3 separate regions of the Gossypium hirsutum genome follow, and all the other regions are linked to region 3. The links are chromatin contacts, called in public Hi-C maps. All regions are on one chromosome and are shown on one strand. Each heading gives the region's core, a stretch centred on a gene start, on an enhancer-like site or on the middle of the called end of the contact. The rest is flanking DNA. Distances are from core to core; before and after follow the strand shown.

Region 1 (2,700 bases), core at 19-2,518, 250 kb after region 3:
CTTACGTCATAAAACTCCACAAACTTTTGGTGTTTCTTCAATGGTGTTTCTCTCAGTTCCTTCACTGGGCCTAAACAACAAACCAGGTTGCAAAATTTTGTAACAAAGCATGAAAATATCTTTGACTGCTAATCAAAGTATCAACTCCCCCCCCCCGCAAAAGAGTAAAACAAAATAGATTGAACAACAAAAACCCAAACAAAGCAAGCGAACATAAAAGACAAGAAATGAACCGAAACTTACCATAAGCTTGGAAGATTTCTTTGAGTTGCGAAATTGAAACGCCGGTGTCCAAATTGAATACCACAACAGTTCCTTGATTATTCCCCTCAGGGACAGCATTGCTTGCCGGAATAGTGAAGTGGGCCCAGACAGGCCTCCCGGCTATGAGTCCACGCGCAGAAGGGAGTGGAACACAAGCGTTGGACACACCTGGTTCGCACCCGGTAGCAGCCGCAGTGTACTGGTCTCGAACCCTGGCTTGCTCTTGCATGTGCTGCTCGCGTATTTCTTTCAACGCTTTCTCCGCATGTCTCAGATCGTAGAAATGGACGGTCACGATCCCTTCTCGGACTCTTTCCATCTGGACCCCGCGTACTTCCCCGAACACTTCCAATTCTTTCCTCACCTTTGACTCGCTCACATCGCATGGAACCAACGTTAACACCAAAGCCCTCGTCGCCGCCGCAGTCGGAGGTGGAAGTGGCAGCTGCGGTGCAACCACCATGGACGCTGTAGTGACGCAAGGCGCTGGTGCAGGTATAGCTACAGGTGCATGTAGAGGCAGGGCAGCATGGAACTGCGGTACGCCGCCGCTGCAAAACGGTACCGTTGGAGACGCAGCGTACGGGTAGTAAAGTTGGGGGGGTCTGTAGAGAGGAAATTGGGGTTGGCAAACTACGTTTTGGGCGGGCCAAAATTCTTGTGCCGTCGGGTCAAGGTTTCCAGGGAACCGGACCGTCCCGGTTTCCCCCATGGCTGTTTCAGGGCGGAGAACCAGTAGTCCACCACTCAAAGGGGAAAAAAAAGCTTTTCTTCAACTAGATAAAAAGGAGCCGAGAAAGTATATTTATGAGAAAGCTGTTCTCTTTTATCTGAGTTCAGCTTGGGAAATTAAAAGCCCAAGAAAACATTTTCTTTGTTTGTATTGTTGTCGTTTTCCATGTCCAAGAAAAACTCATTAAAGTTGGTAGTCGAAGTGTAAGTAAAAACGAAAAGGAGAGAATGGATTGGGAGGGTTTTGGTTTTTTTTCCCTTTCCTTTTCGCTATATACTTGGTTTCCAGGAAACAAGAAAAGGTTGCCAAAAGTGTCGTCGTCTCCCGAATTGCCACCTCATGGGAAAGATGATGACTTTTTTTAGAGTGAATAAAACCCCTTACTTTCTGGGTTTTTGTTTTTGGATTTTGATCATGATCCTCGTAGTAATTCGGGGGTTGATTAAGAATTTGGAGCGTGCACGTGGCCACACAAATGAAATGTGTGGTGCGGGTTGAGTAATAATAAGCATTGCTGCATGTGAGTATTACTTTTTTTTCTTTTCATCTTTGGTATTTTTGACTAATCAGAGACAGTCAGACTCGGACAGACTAATCGCTTCTCCACCTCTGCTTTTATTTTTAGCACAGTGCAGTGCACCCTCATTTATTCTTTCACATCCGCATCTATGTGTTATTCTCCCGATAATTAATAAATTAAATTGAGATATTCAATTATTAAGATTTTTTTTATCATCCAATCATCAAAACTTATAAAATAATTATTTAATTATTTAAATATTTTCATCATCGATCAATAAATGATTACTAAAAGTTAACTTGGAGTTTTTAAAATTAACATAATAATAATTTAAAGTTTTAAAATTTAAAATTTTAACATTTATATATTGTATCAAAAATTAAACTTTTAACATTTGCACATTATACTTCCATAAAACACCACCTTCTTAATGTAGATGCCTATTCTTCCTCCTTTGGTATATAATTGTACAAGTACATGAATTATTTTAATGTGATACAATTAATCCAAAGTAATTAACCATAATCATATATTAGTCATTAAAGATGCATAATTTGGTTAATGTACCTAGTAAAATTCAATATATGTACTTTAAAGATACATGATTTTAGTCAATGTACCTATTAATGTCTAATGTGCATAGTACATTACTTTCGTCAACATGGTTGTTGAAGGGATTTTTAACCTATTAATAAGAAGCTGTGAGTCCTCTTAGCATTGAAGGGATTTTTAACCTATTAATAAGAAGCTGTGAGTCCTCTTAGCATGTTTAGTATTAGGCTTAAGAGTGTTTATGCTCAATTTTAATTCTAAATTTTGTCTATTGCCTCCATCAAAATTTTGTGTCGAGTTCATGAAAGGGAAGTACCTTTACCTACCATGCAAATTCATATTTTGTGTTTAGTAAGATTTGAAACCCTGTCCTATAGCATATATGGGTTGAATTGGTAGGACGGGTGCCACAGTCTCCTCAAAGATCAAAAATTCCCTCAATAATCTTTTATGTAGCCATAAAGGCCACAAATTCCAACATTCTCTCACTTTGCCAAATGGTCACATGAGTCTTTTTAGATGTATGCACTTTAATTACAATAATGATCAAACTATACTTAATTAAATAAGTAACTACTAAAAATCATGGTGGTTTTATATCATTACAAATATAATTCCTTCTATGCATCAC
Region 2 (2,700 bases), core at 77-2,576, 160 kb after region 3:
GAATTAGGATATATAAGTATAGATTTCTTTTTAAAAAAAAAAAGCAAGCACACACGCAAAAACGGTTAAGTCAGATTATTTGCTTAATTTGATGGTTGGGTTTGAACGATTTTTAAATTAAATAAATTTTGATTTATTTTTTAATATAAAAGAATTATTTAATTTTAATTAAAAATGTCAAATTGGCAAGGTTGGGCTAGGCAAGAAATTTTTTGTTGTCTAGGTTTAGTTTAGCTTGATTTATGGATAAGTTTAATAGAAAAATATTATGAAAAATATAATGTGATATTTAGATTAGCAATAATACAGAAAATATTATAATACTATTTAATTTTCAAGAGTGTACGGGGAAACGGATTGTTTGGAACTTGTTAGTTTGCTGCAGAGGAGGTCGAATAGTGTCATGGATGATGCTTTGGTTCTCCACATTCGTCGTCTTTGTTCAAGAGAATGGTTGATCCCAATTCGATATGTTAGTCGGATGGCAAATCGACCGGCTGATGCAATGACAAAACTGCGCATACCAGGTTCTTGGACTGCACGTTTGTTCGATAGGTCCGCTACTGGTGTTGTGCTGTTAGTTGCTCAAGATATATAAGAGCGTCCTGATATCGGTCCTCCCTCGGATTCTATGTACATGGCCTCGGTTAAGTCTATCTGTTAGTTGGTCTTTCTTACCCAAAAAAAAAAAATTCTTATTTCCCTAAAGAAATAAATTATTAAAGTTTCAATGTGTAAAAAATTGTAATATAATTAAAATATGCATAAATGTTTTGATATTATAAAATAAAACATATTTACATACATTTAGAAGAAATAAACTATACTATATTGAAATTGTAATTAATTTTTTAAAATTTTTTCATTACAAGATTTGAACAGAAAATATTATGAAAATAAGTAATGTAAATGTATCCATTTGATTAATTAAAAAATATAAAGGAAATTAAACTAAAGGAAATAAATGATGTATCCATTAAATTACAAACTTTACTAGGATTAAATTGAAAAAAAATTGGAAGTATCAAATATAATTTTACATTATTTCAACTTTCGGATTACCAAAAGAAAACTTTACATAATAAAAACGAAGAATAACCTGATTTAGTTATTAACAAGGACCACACTGTCAAAAAGCACATTATTTGGATAACGTTATTCACTGTGGTTGGATTTATTTTATAAATGCAACTTGTTGGCCTATTGAAAGCTCCATTTCGCCATTTAGATATTTATGTTGATTTTATCACCATATGTATAAATTCTTTCTCTTAATTGGATCATCGCTTACATATTGACCTAAACGTGGTAAGATAGAAGTATGAGGAGAATTGGTCCCCTCCACGTAGTTTGGAAAAAGTGAGCCTATGCTTATAAAGTTTGGCCTTCTTAACCATATATCAATGTAATTTTTAATTAGGGTAATGTTGGTTTTCATATCGCTTTGGTAATTAATTATGCATGTCATTCAACTCACTCCATCATGCATGACGACACCTGATTTGTATTGAAGCTAACACTAATTAAATTTCTATTAATTTATGGCAAAAAAAGTGCATATCGTTATATATTTTACAATTAAAATGATAATAACTTATCGTTCCAGGCATTTTGCAATGTTTTAAATAATCGCATGTTGATTGAATTAGTTTTGATGTTTGGTTTTGGGTCAATTCCATTCGTTTAATTGATTAATTATTCTACATTTAATAAGCATTATTATGGTAGAAAAAAAAAGTGCGTTTAACTCAACAACTTGGGCAGTAATTGAAAGCTAAGGCTAAATAGGTTCAATATTAGTTAATAAATGAATTACTAAAATTGTATGTAACATAATGAATTATTTTTTCCTTGATTTTAGTCAAAACAATGCAGCAAATGTACAAATATATATTAATCATTAAAAAAAATTAACTGGTAAGTACAAGCACCAATTAAGCAGACTCTTATTAAATAATATTCTTTTTAGAATGAAGCCTTTAGTTATAAAAGATAAATAATTAAATTAAATCAAAACCTTTTCATTTCAATATTAAAAAAAAAAACCTTTGCTTTTCATTATATGTCAAAAGTGATATGCAGTAGCGACTTTAATAATGTGGGTTTCATTTATAAATTTAATTATAACTTATTTTTTAAGTATTATATTTGTTTTATAATTCATATTCAGGATTTATAGCTTTTCATTAAAATAATAGTGTAAATCTGCATCTTTTACTAAAAGTACAATACGACTTACCAATGCATCTAACACTTGTTATTAACACTTGTTATTAAGTTAGATTCTTATTTGATTTGTTTATTAATTTTTTTAATTTTAAATTAAAAATTATTTGCTTCTATATATTTGTGCATTTATAATTAAAGAGGAAACTTAATCAGTGTTATAGTGACAGATATGAAATGTGAACTTCACAAAAGGCTTAGTCCAAATGGCCCAATTACCTTTTTGGTCCATTGATCTCAATCCTCAATTACTCTCTCAGTTCAGCCTTCAAGGGGACCTTCCTCCTATTTTAACTTTTCTTAAAGGATCAATTCTGAGTTCGCTAATGCAATCGCTAATTTCTTTGCCGATAGTTGTATTTGTTATGGTAAAATATATTGCAAGTTCCTACCTTCTCTGTATATTTACAATTAAATCTTTTTATTTATATTTTAAATATTTTAAAATTTTTTTGTAATTTAAATTTTTGGTTC
Region 3 (2,700 bases), core at 10-2,509:
CAGCCGTCAACGACTTCACCGGCTTCCGGTGACCTTCCAAAACTGCCAAACAACAATATTTCCCTTCCACTCCACGTTGCCAGATCCTAACCATCCGATCAGCGGACCCGCTCATTAGTAAATCACAGACGTTGATCAAGCATAGGATTGCCTTTCCATGCCCTCTCAGCGCTCCCGTCACCACCATGTAATTGGCGCTATCTTCCCTCTCCCATACCAGAATCGAACGGTCACACGCACCGGAGAAAAGCACTGATCTTTCGTCGTCTAAAGCCAGTGCGTTTACCGCTGACTTATGCTTCTCAAGAGTCGCCACCAATGCGTACCGCTTCTCGCCTGAGGGTTTCGCCCAGACTCGGATCCGTCGGTCAGCGGACCCTGTATAAACCGTTCCGTCAACGGAGGCCGTGATGGCGTTAATGGCGTCGTCGTGTGCTTTAATAGACTGTAAACAACGCGCATCCGATGCTCGCCATATCTTCAAGGTTTTATCCCAAGAAACTGAGTAGATTAAACCTCTATTGACGGCGAGCCCAGTAACGGCGTCGGCGTGTTCGATCCACAACCGCTTCACGTGACGGCGAACACTGACATAGTTCTTTGGGAGAACAAAACGACGTAAGCGGTCGTTAACGGTAGGTAGGGCGGTTAAGAACTTGTGCTTTTTAGTCACGGTCATTTGCCAGACCCGGATCTTAGAGTCCTGGTGAGCAGTGAAGACTTTTCCGTCACAGAAAGTGACAGACTTAACGGAACCGGAGGATGAATCGTTGCCGTTGTAGGCATCGAGAAGAGTGGATGTTTGGCGATCGTAGACGCTAATTTCGTTAACAGAAGCAACATACAAGAAGTTACCCTGAACCGCAACGCAGGTGATCGGGTGGTTGGGTAGAGGCATAATTGAAGAAACGCTGATGTCAGAGACGGAAAAGACTAAGGTATCAGGGAAAAGCTGTAAGGAAGGTACAGATGGCAGAGTCTGGAGGGAAGGGTTGCTAGGGAGGCTGCTGTAGCTCGTGTCACTTGAAGAAGCTGAAGATGAGGTGGCGCTCCCTCGATTATCGGAGGAACTATCGGAAACCAAATGTTCCGATAAGCGCGGTGGTTTTTTAGGGAACGGGATGGTGGAGTCGTGGGTTAAAGTGGCGCAGCTGCTGGTTGTGCATGTAGCTAGCCATGATCGGACCTTCATGCCGGCCTTTCAGCCCTAAAGCCAAAATATAGAAGCTAGGCACGAGAGAGGATTGAAGCAGGACCTTCGTTGTGGTTTATAATTATATAAAGAAAAAAAGGTAATACCACGTGGAGTTGAGAGAGTGGATATGGTACGATCAGTCCTAGGCTCCAAAAGGACAAGAAATGGCACGTCAAAAGGAGTAGTTTTGTGATTTTATTGGGGGTGCTCTTTCCCAGCTTGCTGCTTTGCAAATTACAACTCTGTAAAATAGAATTTAGGATTATCAATACAAATTTTAACTCAATATTTAACATAAACAATTTATAATTAAAGCATTAACGTATATAATTCCGTCATTCTAATCAATCTCCTTAAAATCATAAATGATAAATATGATAATTAAAAAAATTGATATAATAATAAATTTAGTCATAAAATTTTATATATTATATCACTTTATATTTTTTTAAAAAAATTCACTTTCAAAATTTATAAATAATTTTAAATTTTGATTTTAATTTTAAAAAATTATAAAAAATATATAAAATACATAAATACTTTCAATAATAATAAATTTTAGATTAATATAATATTAATAATATAATTATATTAATATTAAATAAAATAAAATAAAAATCCTCCCACCTCCGTAGCTCACCCCCTCCCACCACCGTTCCCTTACCCCCGAGGCAATTAAGAAGAAGTATGAGAAGGAATATTACAAGTATTTGGATACAAATTAGCCATGAAATTAATGGAATTCGGAAGCAATAGAGGGACAGTGATGGGTGGGGGTGGGGGTACGAGGACGGTGGAAGGAAAGTTCCGGTGGGAGAGAGGGAGAGGGACCGGAGTGAGAGATTTTTATTTTATATTAATATTAATATAAAATTTAAATTTATTATTATATCTTTTAAAAATATTTATGTAATTTTGAGAACATTTGTAAATTTTGAAGGTTAATTTTTTAAAATTGTATATAATTAAATTAATATAATATATAAAAGTTGAGAAATAAAATTGTTATTATACTAAAATTTTAACTGCTATGTAAACTATATAACATGAGTGTTTAAATTATAAACTTTTTATTTTGAGTGTCTAAAATAATTTTTTTTTATAATTGGGTTACTATCTATATAATTTACCCTAGATTTTGTATATTAAAAATTAATTATACTATTAATGTATATTTTATAAAAAATATAGTTCAAAAAATATTTTTATTTATTAATTGTAGATTTTTTAAAATTATATTACTCAAATAACTTGATGGATTAAATTGATTTGACGATTTGGTTATTTCCTCCAATTTAATTTTTATACAGTCTGGGCACAAATCAATGATATGAAAAGTTGGAAATATTTTTCTCGGTTAGGAAAATGGGGTCATTTAGGCTTTAGTTAGTGTAATGATGGCGGCCTAGCTAGAAGATATTTAACTAAGCTGTCTTCGATTGAATCATTTGCATTCTTTCTCCAAAGTAGATCATTTTAGGAAAAATAATAAAAATGAACTTTTA

The links. Hi-C and Micro-C count contacts between places; a contact is called where the count stands out from the background.
Region 1: a Hi-C map of leaf shows a contact between it and region 3, with 3 times the contacts expected there. The contact joins the promoter of LOC107886477 here to the promoter of LOC107886478 in region 3. A contact is called at or near these places in 2 of 34 Hi-C or Micro-C datasets (both in leaf).
Region 2: a contact with region 3 is called in a Hi-C map of leaf, with 1.6 times the contacts expected there. The contact joins the enhancer-like site here to the promoter of LOC107886478 in region 3. A contact is called at or near these places in 3 of 34 Hi-C or Micro-C datasets (anther and leaf).

Annotation. Positions count from the first base shown.
Region 1 is chrA03:94,695,280-94,697,979 of Gossypium_hirsutum_v2.1, reverse strand. LOC107886477 (protein terminal ear1) reads right to left here and starts at 1,268. Exons shown (of 5, transcript XM_016810448.2): 1 at 244-1,268; 2 at 1-70. The coding sequence starts at 976.
Region 2 is chrA03:94,781,252-94,783,951 of Gossypium_hirsutum_v2.1, reverse strand. No RefSeq gene overlaps it. Among protein-coding and RNA genes, the nearest start is that of LOC121225787, 12 kb to the right of the region's middle. Within about 2 kb of position 1,326, at least 1 of the 9 cell types and tissues checked has an H3K27ac peak or open chromatin away from gene starts, as enhancers often do. A contact at or near this core is called in leaf, where this site is marked.
Region 3 is chrA03:94,945,304-94,948,003 of Gossypium_hirsutum_v2.1, reverse strand. It overlaps LOC107886478 (protein JINGUBANG), which reads right to left and starts at 1,259. Exons shown (of 1, transcript XM_016810449.2): 1 at 1-1,259. The coding sequence starts at 1,192.